Linked DNA regions of Mus musculus: all the other regions are linked to region 1. Evidence: chromatin contacts called from public promoter capture Hi-C data. All regions are on one chromosome and are shown on one strand. The core of a region is the stretch at or near the end of the contact, and the rest is flanking DNA. Distances in the headings are between cores, read along the strand shown. Region 1 holds the start of Alkbh2 (alkB homolog 2, alpha-ketoglutarate-dependent dioxygenase). Region 2 holds the start of Rnf10 (ring finger protein 10). Region 3 holds the start of Mlec (malectin).

What was found. Promoter capture Hi-C pulls out the DNA fragments that hold promoters and counts their contacts.
Region 2: a promoter capture Hi-C map of liver shows a contact between it and region 1, with 5 times the contacts expected there. The contact joins the promoter of Rnf10 here to the promoter of Alkbh2 in region 1. A contact is called at or near these places in 3 of 39 promoter capture datasets (liver and pre-B cells) and 1 of 9 other capture datasets (adipose tissue).
Region 3: a contact with region 1 is called in a promoter capture Hi-C map of liver, with 5 times the contacts expected there. The contact joins the promoter of Mlec here to the promoter of Alkbh2 in region 1. A contact is called at or near these places in 6 of 39 promoter capture datasets (cranial neural crest, hippocampal neurons, liver and 2 more).

Annotation. Positions count from the first base shown.
Region 1 is chr5:114,125,388-114,130,161 of GRCm38.p6, reverse strand. Alkbh2 (alkB homolog 2, alpha-ketoglutarate-dependent dioxygenase) reads left to right here and starts at 1,944. Exons shown (of 4, transcript NM_001359941.1): 1 at 1,944-2,079; 2 at 2,393-2,636; 3 at 4,432-4,630. The coding sequence starts at 2,423.
Region 2 is chr5:115,270,827-115,275,600 of GRCm38.p6, reverse strand. Rnf10 (ring finger protein 10) reads left to right here and starts at 2,706. Exons shown (of 17, transcript NM_016698.2): 1 at 2,706-3,344. The coding sequence starts at 3,188.
Region 3 is chr5:115,155,864-115,160,637 of GRCm38.p6, reverse strand. Mlec (malectin) reads left to right here and starts at 2,462. Exons shown (of 5, transcript NM_175403.3): 1 at 2,462-2,835. The coding sequence starts at 2,604. It overlaps Gm35465 (a long non-coding RNA gene), which reads right to left and starts at 1,139. Exons shown (of 2, transcript XR_387598.3): 1 at 1-1,139.

The sequences.
Region 1 (4,774 bases), core at 695-3,194:
AGGGCCTTTGTGCATCCTGAGCAACCGCTTGACCACTGAGCCATACACCCCCTTGTACTTTTTACCTCCCACACTCACGTCAGACATACATTCAGTTGTGCAGCTTTCAGTTATATCCTTCCCTCTAATATAACAATCCCAGCTACTCTTTTCTACTGAGTGATCTTTTGCAGGTGTAATTTATTTATTTATTTTTTTTATTTTTTTTTTTTTTTTGGTTTTTCAAGACAGAGTTTCTCTGTATAGCCCTGGCTGTCCTGGAACTCTCTGTAGACCCGGCTGGCCTTGGATTCAGAAATCCGCCTGCCTCTGCCTCCCAAGTGCTGGGATTAAAGGCGTGTGCCACTGCAAGTGTAATTTAAACCTCGACCGACCGCTGCCCTGGAAAAACCCTCCTATGCCGCCGTGTGTCACAGAGTGGTGACACACCCTGTGAGCCCAGCATCTGGGAGGTGGAGGCAAGAGGATCAGGAGCACAAGGCTTGGCTACACAAGCTGTTAGGGGCTAGTCTGGGCTACAGCCTCCCAATCTGAACTGACTAGACTCCCAATTTAGCAGTTCTCCAGGCGGTTTGCCTTTCCGCAGCGTCCCGCTAAAATCTTCGCATGCTATGTTATTTTGTCCCTTACCTGGAAAGCTTCAATGCTGGCTTAGGATTCTTCCCTGTAAGATCCTCTTCCCCATCCCCCCCTACTCCCTAGCCTGTCACCCTGCTCACAACTTCCATATTGTACAAAGAAATCTTGTTTATCACATTGCCCCTTTTTTGTTTTCATCTCCAAAATACAACGTGGATAAGACAGGACCTGCTGTGCCCTGCTGGTGTGTGACAGCAGAGAGCACCGTGTGCTCCCATAGGCAGCACTTTAGAGAGATATAACACGTTCCCTCTGGTCGAGGACCAGGGCGTTTTCTCAATGAAGTAAACTCAGCATTCACAGAAAAGTTTGAGCTTGAATATTTATGGTGATTTTTTTTTCTTCTGTGCCACCAGGAGCAAGAAATGACTGTCACAGGTCTTTCCATACCAGCAATGGAAGGAGAAAAACGGTACAAATGTCCTCTATGTTTATACATAGTATATAAATAAAATGGCTGTACTTGAAGCTAAAGATTAAAAAACACAGCTGGGCAGTGGTGGCGCACGCCTTTAATCCCAGCACTTGGGAGACAGAGGCAGATGGATTCCTGAGTCTGAGGCCAGCCTGGTCTACAAAGTGAGTTCCAGGACAGCTGGGACTACACAGAGAAACCCTGTCTCGAAACAAACCACACACACACACACATACAAAGAAAAGAAAAACAAACAAAAACAACCCCCCCAAAAGATTAAAAAACACGGGGGCAGGGGCAGGAGAGATGGCTCAGCGGTTAAGAGCACTGACTGCTCTTCCAGAGGCCCTGAGTTCAATTCTCAGCAACCACGTGGTGGCTCACAACCATCTGTAATGGAATCTTATGCTCTCTTCTGGTGTGTCTGAAGAGAGCAATAGTGTACTCATATAAATAAAATAAAATAAAGATTTTAAAACACGGTTATATCTAAAAGCAGTGTGCTTACAGAAATAAGTCAAACGCAAAAGGCTATACAGCCTCTAATCCATCACATTTATGTGGAATCGTGAAGAAGAGCAAGCAAGGAATAGCTGACAAATTATGTCGGAACCTAAGGGAGGAAGGATTCTATGGGATGGTATAACTGTTCTCCATGTCGACTGTAGTGGTCAGACAATGCTGTGTCTTTGTCAGGAGTGCAGATTCATACACTGCCCTCAAGCCCCCCAGACAGTATGCTGTAGCACACTAGGCTCGTAGACCCCAGAACTGGTCCACAGGCCTAACCTTGCTGAGCCATCAGGTGAAGGCAGCATCCTGCGGTGCGCAGGGAGACCGGCAGGGGGCGCTGTGCCCGGAAGTCCCGCGTAGGCGGGAGGGGCGGGGTGAGGGTTCCTGGGGCTGCGTGTGTCTGTGCAGAGACCTGACCCACCGCTCCGGGCTCTCCGGTGGAGCCCGGTTGCTCGCCCGTGCCAGCCCCTACCCCGCGGGGCCGCAGGGCAGAGGCAACCCTGCTTTTCTGGGTAACTGGGCGAGCCTCATGCCTCTCTGCGCTTGCGTCTTCCCATGTGTAGCCTTTTGGGTTTGGGCAGCCGTTTGCAGCCAAAGCTCTCGAATTCCGAAGAGGACGGACGGGTCTTTAAAAGTACTCCATTCCAGGGCGGGCCTGGGGATGCGTGCCCGGGATTCCTACCGATGGGCGCCTGGGGCGTGAGGACAGCGTGGTTCGGGTCAGCTTGTGCTAGGAAGACTTAAGCTACAGGGCAGGCTCCCCGCCTGGATGATGCCCGCCAGGCACCTCCTAGGAGGTTTAATGCGCTCTTGTTTCCTTTGTAGGACGCGTCTGAGCTGTGAGTGGGCGGCGGGATGGACAAGTTCCTGGTGAGGCCAGACCTCCGCGACCTCCAAGGGGGAGGGGAGGAGCCCGCCCCGACGGGAGGAGCCTCGGGCGACCTGAAGAGCCCGGACTGGCGACACCTTCGCGCGGAAGGTCTGAGCTGTGATTACACCGTCCTATTCGGCAAAGCCGAGGCAGACAAGATTTTCCGAGAGTTGGAGCAAGAAGTGGAGTATTTTACTGGTAGGCGGAGGTCTTACGTGCGTTAGGCTTGTGCGAGGACAGGATGCGCCTTCCCTGGGAGAAGCGTGAACTTCCGGCTGTGACGGATTAGGTCACGGTCTGGGCAGCTCTGGTTAGGTTAGGTTATGGTTTGGCATACGAACTGTCCACGAGGTCTAGAACGAAATTATTTGGCAACTGATTGGAATTACCTGGGAAGTTAAAAAACTAAATAACAAAAAAAGCAAAACAAACCCCCAAACCGAACCATTCTGGGATCTTCGTGATACTGATTCAAAATAGCTGGAGGCGAAGGTTAGGCCTCAGTGGTTTTTGTTTTTTCGAGACAGGGTTTCTCTGTGTTGCCCTGGCTGCCTTGAAACTCACTCTGTAGACCAGGCTGACCTCAAATTCAGAAATCCTCCTGCCTCTGCCTCCCAAGTGCTGGGATTAAAGGCGTGCGCCACCACTGCCTGTCGACACCCTGTTTTGTTTTGTTAAAGACCATAATTAAATAAATGTATGAGATGAGTCAGCAGTTAAGACTAGTTGCTGTCCCAGAGGACCCAAGTTTGGGTCTGAGCACCCACATGGCAGCCCACAATCCTCTGTAACTCCAGTTCCAGCTACTGTGGTGCCCTTGTCCAGCCTTCGAGGGCACAGACATCACAAGCAAGCAAAATAAAATATTTAAATACATAAAATAAAACAAAATTTTAAAAAGGAAGGGGAGAATGATGGCCTCAGGGGCCTTCTCTTAGAAGGATTTGGTTCTGGACCAGGGACAAAGGGAGTGTGTATTTTGTATATCAAAGCAGACCAGGCCTCCAGGTTCTTCCAGCATCCCCCTCCTCCCCCCACACACAAGTCCTTTCCTGACATACCCTGCCCCCAACCCTGTTTCCAGCCCAGGGGTTGAGCAGCCCTTCCCCCAGAGGCTCTTCCCTATATGATCCAGACATTGTGGTCTCTCCTCTTTCTCTTCTCTCTGTACACTCGAGCTCTTTTTCTATTTCTATTTCTCTTCCTCCTCCCCTATGGTGAATTCCCTGGCCAGTGAACTGGCCCCAAGAAACTGCATTTAGTATTATCTAATCTGTCTTGGCCCATTTCACCCGTGGCAGAGAAATAACTTATCACAAGTCACCCATGTTTTGTTTTCAGCAATTTCATGCATGTGTATGATGCATTTTGGCTGTTTTCACACACCCCCGATTCATCACCCTGACTCCTACAGAACCCCTTTGTCCCAAGCCCCTGTGGTGCTCTCATGTTATTTTGTTTTTGTGGCCCGCTGGTTTTAATGCTATTGTGTCCACATGCCTTGTGTGTCTGCACATAGTGTGTCTACATGTCTCATGTGTCTGCACAAGGAAGCCACAGAATCCAGTGGATTTTCAGTATACTCATGTGCATTCCTTCTGCCCCTTGACATAAAGCCCAGCTGGAGACCGCTTCCTCACTGAGACATGGCCTCTCCTGAGTCTGGAACTTGCAGATCCAGTGAGGCCAGCTGGCCAGTGAGCCTCCAGCAGTGGGATTCGAGGCATACTGAGCAATACCTTGTGGTGGACACTTTACCAACTGAGGCATCTCTCTCTTTCGTTGAGACATGCTGGCTTGGAATTTGTGTTCTGTCTACTTCAGCACCAGAGTGAATACTTGGGACAAGCCACAATGATTTAGGGTAAGAGGTTCCCAACATGGCGTTTTACAACGTGAGCAGAGGGAACGTTGTTTCTGCTTCTCCACCTTTGAATGTGCGGAGCTGTCTGCACCCAAGGGTCACTGGTGGAACTCCCGTTCTTCTACGCAGGTGCACTGGCCAAGGTCCAGGTGTTCGGAAAGTGGCACAGTGTTCCCAGGAAGCAGGCGACCTATGGCGATGCTGGCCTCACGTACACGTTTTCTGGTCTTACCCTGACACCAAAGCCCTGGGTTCCTGTTCTAGAGCGTGTTCGAGATCGAGTCTGCGAGGTGACAGGACAGACCTTCAACTTTGTACTCGTGAACAGGTAAGGCTTCCTCCGAGGAAAGCCGTGCTCCTTTGTGACAACCCTTCTATAGTGCACCAGGCTAGACAGGTGGCCGTGCCACTCTTGCAGAGAACCCAAGTTCAGTTCCCAGTCCTGGCTCTGGCAGATCCAACACCTCTGGCT
Region 2 (4,774 bases), core at 1,457-3,956, 1.1 Mb before region 1:
AGTGATGAAAGGAAAAGTATCACTCAGGACCCCCAAGACCAAGTTCTCAATTTTCAAAGGAGATTATTTCCTCCAGAGGGAGAGAGGGCAGGGATAAGGGACAAAGATAGGAAGGAGATAGAGGAAGAGGGAGAAGATGAAGGGAACAGGAAAGAGGGGGAGGGGCATTTGTCCCATAGGAAGAAGCCTTGCCTCTGGATAGAGAGGAGACAGACATGGCTCATAGGAAAATAGCAGATGCCTGGCAGTGATGGCACAGGCCTTAATCCCAGCACTTGGGAGGCAGAGGCAAGCAGATTTCTGAGTTTGAGGCCAGCCAGGTCTACAGAGTGAGTTCCAGGCCAGCCAGGGCTACACAAAGAAACCCTAGGTCGAAAACCCAAAAAAAAAAAAAAAAAAAAAAAAAGTAAAAATAAAAAAGAAAAAGAAAAGAAAAAGAAAATAGCAGTTTATAAAGGTAAAAGGGAAAACCCCATGTTAGGATGAGGCCTTTAACTTTAAGTGGGCGTGGGCATGTTAATTAGCTGAGCCAAAGGAGGCTTCTGATTTCTTCACTTCAATACTTTGATAGCTGGACCTTGGTAGTCAGCCTCAGGAGCAGGATGTGGCCAAATAAGGAAACAGACCTTGGGGGCTAGCTTTAGGAAGATAATTTCATGGTTTTTAGAAAGGCAGAAGGAATAGGGAGAGAAGGCAGGGCTTGCCAGAGCCATGCTCACCACACTCAGGCTAGCCAGAGTCCTTTCAGGTGAGATAGCTCAGCAATTAAGAACACTAGCTACTCTTCCAGAGGACCTGGGTTTGATTCCCAGAGCCTATATGGTGCTTTAATTCCAGTGCTGGGGTATACAATCCTCTCTTCTGGTATCTAGAGACACATGGCACAGACATACTAGCTGGTAAAACATGTGTAAACACAAAAATAAAATAACAACCAAAAAACTGAAAAATTATAGTTCCTTTTTAAAAATGGATTTATTTATTTTATATATGTGAGTACACTGTAGCTATCTTCAGACACACCAGAAGAGGGCAGTGGATCACCTTACAGATGGTTGTGAGCCACCATGTTTGTGATTTGGAATTGAGTTTAGGACCTCTGGAAAAGCATTCAGTGCTCTTAACCTCCGAGCCATCTCTCTAGCAAACCCCTCCCCCCCAAGTTATAGTTCTATGGATCTCCATGTCATTTTAAACTGATTCCTTCCATACTAAATAATATCTCATATACTATATGATAATAAGGAACCAAATAAGAGTCTGACTCCTGCTTTTTTCATTTTTCTTTCTTTCTTTTTTTCTTTTCTTTTCTTTCTTTTTTGCCCTGCCTCTGCCTCCCAAGTGCTGGGATTAAAGGTGTGCGCCACCACTGCCTGGCTTGGCCCGCACATTCTTGTTCCTTTCCCATTTATGATACTGAGGATCAAATCAGAACTTTGCCCATGCAAGGGCCCTGTGACTACACTACACTGTCTGCTTTTATTCTTTTTCTCTCTTATAAGGAACATGGTCTCACTATGTAGCACATGCTAGCCTTACACTCTGCACTTCCTGTCTCTGTTTATTTATTTATTTTTTTGAGACAAGGTTTTTCTGTGTAGCCCCAGCTGACCTGAAACTTGCTCTGTAGACCAGGCTGGCCTTGAACTCAGAGATCCACCTGCATCTGCCTCCTGAGTGCTGAGATTAAAGATGTGCACCACTGGCATCCGTCTTCTGTCTCTGCTTCTTGAGTATTAGTGATACAGGCATGAGCCACTCTAGTTCTCCTACATACACGATTGCTAAAATTCCACTCATCGGCTAGATGAGGTAGTAGCTTAGAGGTAGAAAACTAGATTGTGAGCATGGAGCTCTGGATTTGATCCCTAACAGCCCCCCCCCCCCAAATTCCATTCGTCCTGTGTGTGTCACATGACACAGCATTTCTAAGAAGTCCTCTTTTATCCCTCTCAAGCTGGGATGCTTTTCTATTGAAACGTGTTTGATTAGCATCTCCTTACTTAACTGTACTATGTTGTTTCTCTTTGTTGGTGTTTCGAATGTTGCTTCTTACCGATCTTTATATATGAATGTGGCATGCATACGTGTATGAAAAATCTTACACGTATGCACAGGTGTACATGGAGTTCTGAGGCTGCCATTGAGTGTTTTCCTCCAAGACTCTCCACATTCTTCACAGAATGGCTAGGTAGACTCACCATTTGAGCTAGTCTGGCTAGCCAGTTTGTTCTGGGAATTTCCAGATCTCTTGTCTCCGGTGCACCGGAATTGCAGGTGGGCCATCACACTCCACTTGGTTTTCTAAAAAATTTTGTGTATGGGTGTTTTGTCTATATGAGTATGTCTGTATACCACGTGTTTGCTTGGTATTGTAGGAGGCCAGACACCCACACATCTTTTTTTTAAAAAAAGAAAAAAATCCAAGCACTGGCGAGGAATATCTGTGAATTGGAAGCCAGACTGTTGCACACAAAGAGTTCAGGTCCCGTTAGGACTACAAAATGAAACATTGTCTCAAAAAGAAGGAACCCGCTAGGGAGGCGGGAAGGAAAAGAAACCTCGAACAGGGAAGAGAGAAAAAAAGCATTGGCAGGCACAAGCGGTCCCTCCCCTAGGACCCGGATGTAGGTAAAAGACTACACTTCCCAGAATGCACCACGCCCGCCTGGCAACTATATAAATAGTCCATCCGGGTTCTTGGAGATGCTGTTTGGCGACTCGTCGCCATTCCCGGAGCAGCTCGGCCTCGGCCCAGAGGCGAGTGTCGGTCGCTGTGTCGGAGACCCCGGTCCCCGGCACCGAGACAGCCAGCCCTCTCTCCTGCCCCGCGGCGGGAGAGCGTGTCCGGCCGGCCGGCGGGGCTCGCGACCCTCCCGCGCCTCCCTTTCCCCCGCAGCCTCTGCCCCGCCAGGCCCGGCCCGGACCTCCGAGCCCCGGCCTCCTCCTCCTCCTCCTCCTCGTCCTCGTCCTCCTCTTCGGTCACCGCCGCCTCTGGGCCCCACAACCCCACCTTGCCGCTTCTCCTTCCATTTTGAGAAGCTGAGGAAGGAAACAAGGAAAAATGTCGCCATGAAGGCCGAGAACCGCTGCCGCCGCCGACCCCCGCCGGCCCTGAACGCCATGAGCCTGGGTCCCCGCCGCGCCCGCTCCGCTCCGACCGCCGTCGCCGCCGAGGCCCCCTTTGATGCCGCAGAGCTCCCCCAGCGCCGCCGCCACCGCCTCCGACATGGACAAGAACAGCGGCTCCAACAGCTCCTCCGCCTCCTCGGGCAGCAGCAAAGGGCAACAGCCGCCCCGCTCCGCCTCGGCGGGGCCGGCCGGCGAGTCTAAACCCAAGAGTGGTAAGAGCCGGCGGGTCTGCCGGGTCACTTGGGGGAGGAGGGACAAACGACCCACCTTCCGCTTGCACTGACATCCAGTATTTACGGTTAAGCCGATCTGCGCTGCGTGGTTAATTTGGGCCCTTGCATTCATATTCAAAACAGCTGGCTGAAGTAGGCGCTATTCTTAGCCCCATTTTGCAGATGAGGGATCTGAGATTTTGGAAAGGGTTAAGGTCATCCAGGTGGCAAGCACCTCACAGAAGGCCTCAAGACCTGGCTTTGTGTGACTCACCGTCGGTCCAGGCTCTAAAACAATTGACTTTGTTTTCTCTTCTAGTGTCGGATTAGCTTTGGGTGGCATTCAAGTTTGAATAAGAGAGGGTGAGGCCCGAGGATTTTCAGACTTAAATCTGGCACCGGGTCTGCTCCTCTGTTTAAGAGGACTCATGTTGGGATGGCGTTGCTCGGCGTGATAGTAAAGCATGCAGACCCTGCATTCAGTTCATTTAGGTTCAGTCCTTGAGTTTGCTAATACACACTATTAAGTAAATGGGCTAAGCGCTTAGAGTACTTGACAACTTTTTGCCTAAATATTATGCCTGTTTGTGTGCGGTAGGTTATATGGGCTTGGCTTTCATGGTGTGTGTGTGTGTGTGTGTGTGTGTGTGTGTGAGAGAGAGAGTGATGTGTGTAGTCAGGCTTCTTAGTATTACTATAACATAATAATAATGATATTATTATAATAATATAATAATACTACTTACTGATTATGCACAAAGCACACGGGTAGGCTTTTAGGTGTGATAGCACTACTCTAATCGTTTAACCTGTCTAGCCAGGAGTTATTCCACCGCAGAGAATAAACTAGGCTGTGGATTAGGAGATGGCAGAATCCCGAGTCCAGCATTCTCCATCTTGTGTCAGAGCTGTGTACAAATCTCTTTTAAACTTTTACCATGTTGGCAGTATTTTTGAGATAGTAATTTTTTTTTCAATCAGTCTTTTGGTTTTTCGAGACAAGTTTCTCTTTGCATCCTTGCCTGTCCTGAAACTCACTCTATAGACCAGGCTGGCCTTGAACTCAGAGATCCACCTGCCTCTGCTTCTCAAGCACCTCCAAAATCTCAGACACAGCCAAGTTTCAGATTGTGGTTTAATTACAATGTTTCTCCTTCTCTTTCCTCCCTCCAAAGCTTCCTGTGTAACCTTCCGCTAATCTCCTTCATGTCCTTCTTTCACACATCTGTATGCATGTGCATATACATGTCAGCAAGCATGTGTATGAGTTCTATGCATATCCACCAGTGAACCTGAGCGTGGGGAGGAGCCTAGGAACCTGAACCCTACACAAAGAACTCCAGGAGACTTAGTAACACTGGGAGTGGGAGAGGGGGTCTCCTGGAAGAGCACACCCCGTAGTTTTCCAGTGCCAAACATCACTGGATGTA
Region 3 (4,774 bases), core at 1,213-3,712, 1.0 Mb before region 1:
GAAACTCATTAACTAGTGTTGTCCTCTGACCTCTACAGCCAAGCTGTGGCGTGTACCTATGTGCCTCCCCCCTACCTTCTGCTTACAAAGAAATGACTTTTCCAAAAGCTTTTTTTAAAAATTCTCTTCCCTTAAAATTTATCTCTTTTATGTCACACAGTCTTAGGACATATGTACAAATATTTTGTATCAGAGAGGGGGAAACTGAGGCACAGAGAGGTGAATTCCTTTACCCGGGTAACATAAGAGACACCGTTCATTTGCATCAAATATGGCCTCACTCACAGGTAGCCAGCCTCACAGCATACGTGGGCTGGAAGCTGAATACTGTTGTGTGGTTCTATACAGGTTACTTCACCATCTTCAACTTTTTAAGTTTCTCATCCATAAAACGGGGGGAACATTTCCTGTTTTTTAGCTTTCTGAGGTGGATATGAGATTCAAGTGTGTGGGAACGGATGGCTGTGGAGAACCTGCTGTCAGGGCCCTGTCTTGGCTACAGTCCTAAGCTTGGCTTTTGGATGGCTTCTTCTTCTTTTTTTTTTTCCAAGTTCTCTTCCGTGTTACCTGCATTTTTCCATAACAAGCATATTGTTTTCGCTGGGCAAGGTAGCACCAGCCTGCTGTTTTAGCTACTCGGAAAGCTGAGGCAGGAGGATCACAAATTTGAGGCCAGTCTGGACAACTTAGCAAGAGACAGAGTCAAAGTCTGGGAATGCACCTCCAGGGTAGGAAGGAACCGTGCTCAGCTCAACCCTGGTTTCCCAGAGGAGAGAGGTGCAGGGCTAGGGAGAGAATTTTCTGAGTAGATGGATGGTGTTTGGGTCAGCAAAGGCTCAAAGCTCTAATGGATGATAGAACTGGGAAGCCACTGAGAGGGGAACGGAGCCCATCTCGGGCTCAGCCCCAGACTGTAGCTCCTGTCACTCTATGAAGGTCACCTGTCCTGAGAGAGTTTTGCGGATTTAGAGAAAACTTTGACCTGGATCTTGGCAGTCCCAAGCAGGGGCTTTAATACCTGTATGTCTACGTGTCACGGACACACAATGAAGGTCAGAAAACCGCGACCCCTTCTTTTTTTTTTAGTTTTTCTCTGTATAGCCCTGGCTGTTCTGGAACTCACTTTGTAGACCAGGCTGGCCTCGAACTCAGAAATCCGCCTGCCTCTGCCTCCCAAGTGCTGGGATTAAAGGCATGTGCCACGACCTCCTGGCCTTTGGGCCCCCACATCCTTAGCAGCCTTAAGGGGACTGGGGGTAAAAAAACCCATGTTCTCTGCCAAAGCAGCTAGCGCTCTAGACACCGAGCCATCTTTCCAGCCTCCTATTTATTGTTATAGAGACAGGATCGCACTCTTGGAGCTCAAGCTGGCCTTTTAAAACTCCCGGTAATCATCCTGCTTTAACCTCTGAGAATACAGGCACGCGTCACCTGGCGTCAGCGCGCCCAGAGTTGTTTTATGTTCCTTTTTCTGAACCTCAAAAATCAAATTCAACCGGGCTTTCCATGTTTTGTCCGCATTATCTGTATGGACAGGATAAGTACTTATGGAACAAATGATTCCACTTCCCCCGCTTGGCTGGGTCGGAAAAATGGGAGTTGAGGCAGATACCCAAGGGCATGGACAATAACGCAGAAGAGCGCTGTGTGAAATGCCAAAGCAGGGAGCTCGGGTCGTGCCAGTGGTCCCCAGCAGGAGGAGGAGGAGGAAGCCCCTAGCTCCACTTAGGTTTCCAGGCCCGCCAGGGACCGTCGCCATGGAGACGCAGGCACCCTGGAGCCCCCTCCCCCTAACAGCCACGCGTTTCCGCTGCGTTGGAGCATTCTGATTGGACGGCCTCCTGGACGCTACCACACACCAAGCGCCTGCTAAGGGGTGACGGTGGGGACCGTATCCTCGCGGGACTCGCGTGTCCCGCCACCTGTTCACATGGCATCCAAGGGAGAGACGGGCCCCGATGCTCCACCCGGGGACAAACCATCGCTCGGCTTGCAAGAGCCTGGGCTCTTGCTTTCTGAGTTGAAGGAGGAGGGATGGAAAAGGCGGCAACGCCCCCTTCTGAGCTGACTCGGTCCCCAGCTCTAGAGCACCGGAAGTGTTGGCGACGTGTCAGTGCGCCCTTCTCTAAACCTTCCCCGGCCCAGGCCACCTTTCCCAGTCGACTGTGGGATTCCGGGGCGGCCTGGGCGCTGCACCCGCCACTTCCGCATGGAACCGCCGCTTCAACCGAACTCCCTCCCTGGGCGCGCGCTCCTTCTCGTGCCCCGTGGTTGGGCCGGAGCCTAGGCGCGGCCACTCCCCTCCCCGGACGCACCAGCCAATGGCGCGGCCGCTCTCGGCGGGGTGGTGGGTAATTCATGAGGGCCTCCCTCTGATTGGCTGAGGCGCTCCGGGCTGAGGGCTGGGCGTCGGGGTAGGTTGCTCCCGAGGTGGGAGGCGGCGCCCCAAGGCCGAGGAGGTGGAGGAGGAGGAGGAGGAGGCCCTGAGAGCGACATGTCCCGGGTTGCCGAGGCAGAACGGTCCGCTGCGCTGTTCTCCTGAGTTGGGGGCGGCCGGCCGAGGACGAGGGTCGGCAGGGGCTGCCCCCGCCGTGGTGGCCGCCATGCTGAGGCCCCGGGGAGCCGAGGGAACCGCTGTGGCGCTTCTCCGGCTGCTTCTGTTGCTGCTGCTGCTGGGACCGAAGCTCCGGGGTCCGGGGCTCGGCGTGGTCGGCGCCGCCGGGGCCGGACTGCCGGAGAGCGTCATCTGGGCAGTGAACGCAGGCGGCGAGGCGCATGTGGACGTGCACGGGATCCACTTCCGCAAGGACCCTCTGGAAGGCCGGGTGGGCCGAGGTGAGAGCCCCTCCGGCCGAGCCTGGGGGGGTCCGCAGCCTGGGAGCAGGGCGCAGCTGCGGGCCTCGAACCCCTTCCTCTCCAGCCGGGAGACCACAGCCTTGGAACGAAGTTTCTCTCTGCAGTGAACCTACCCCCAGCCCCCCAACCCCCCACCCTCCAGGGACCTGGCCAGGACCCAGGGCCTAGCCCTGACTGGAAGCTTCCAAGAGCCATCGAGGCATAGAGTTGGCGAGAAGTTTATATTTAGACCCTTTCTCATTTTACCTTGCCCCAGCCCCTCATCCCACCCAAGCTGGGAATGTAAAAGGCAAGGGTGGCCTTTTGCCTGGCGCCTGGAGGCCTCGCAGGTTGGAGGTCATCGACTCCGCTGCTCTGCCATCCATCGCGACGGTTTCCAGGAGATGCTTTGCCCACCCTACAGATCACCCGCCGTTTTCCGTGCCCCTTCCAAGCCCGGGACTGAGGCTTGATTCTTCGCCAGAACGGCAGGGAGTCTTCGAAGGGGGAATAGTACGGGAAAGTTTGACTGTGGCACCCCTCCCCTCCCCTCCTTTGGAATTTGTATGCTTAAAAGTCAAAGCCACCCGACGGGTGTCGGTATATCGCAGCCCATCCTGCCTATGAGGTCAACCTGTGTAAGGTTTGAGTGTGACCCCCGGGTGATCGTAAGACGTTTGATCCCAGCTTAGGGGGAAAGTGGGTTTTACAGAGTTTCACAGTTCACAACGGCCAAATGAGAATTTTGAGGGCAGATGGTTAAAAATACAGGTTCACAACGGCCAAATGAGAATTTTTGAGAACAGATGGTTAAAAATACAGGTTCCTGGGCAGTCTCTAGACACAGTAGACAAACTTTTTTTTTTTTTTTTAACTTAACTAGCTGGGACTCGGGTCTCTGCCCTAGGCACTTCTGTTATAGGTTACCTTACCCCCCCCCCCCCCAATTCATTCTTTGGAGAAAACCGCTCTAGATTCTTCCATAAGTAGGATTGAAAAACAGGTTTAGAAGGAAAGTCGGGGACTGAAGAGCTGGCTCGGTGGTTAAGAGTGCAGATTGTTCTCTCAGAGAACCCGTTTGATTCCCAGCATCCAGATGATAGCTCAGGATTGTCCATAACTCCATTTCCCAGGGATCCAGTGCGGCTTTCTGACATCCACAGTCACAGGCACACGTGTGCACAGAGAGACATACATGCAGGCAGAACACTACACAAAACTGTTTGAAAAGGTTTTTTGAAAAGGTTTTTCTTGTTTCATGTTCTGGAAGATTGATGCTGTATGCTGGGCGCAGAGGCTGCCTTTGCAGACAACAGGAAATCTCTTTTTTCAGTGTTTGTGTGTGGTTCTTTTAACTTTACTGAAGGTTTCAACTTAGTTTCTCCCAGTTTCTGTGTCGAGATAGTTATATTGTGTGTGTCTTATCTGGATGTTGTGGCACACACCTATAATCTCAGTACCATCAAGGCAGAGGCAGGAGGATCCCTGATTGATGAAAGCCAGTCTGGTTTATCTAGGGAGATCCAGGTCAGCCAGCAATCCAGGGCTACATTATGAGAGCTTGTTTCACAAAAGAAACCAGAATTCTTTGCTTTTATACATGTAAGGGTCTTGGCACATGGGGCTGTTCTCTGAAGTTCTGTGTCCTGGAATTCATTTAGACCTGGCATGCAGGTCCCAGGAACCTGGATTCCGCTGAGTCAGGGCTCCAGGTCGTGGCAGCCAAAGCCAGACTTTGTAACAGCAGGTCGTTACTGCCTCTGTTGCTGGTGTTCCTCTTTCTTCATGCTTGTGGGCAGAGAGGAAGGAGCTCCTGAGGAAACCGCACAGTTGGTGGACTTTGCCTCTTGAGATAATGGTGGTGAGGGCAGTGTACAGCTGGTTTCTTCATTCAGATATCCAGCTATACACTGGTTCCATTGTCCTCCTGTTAGGTCCC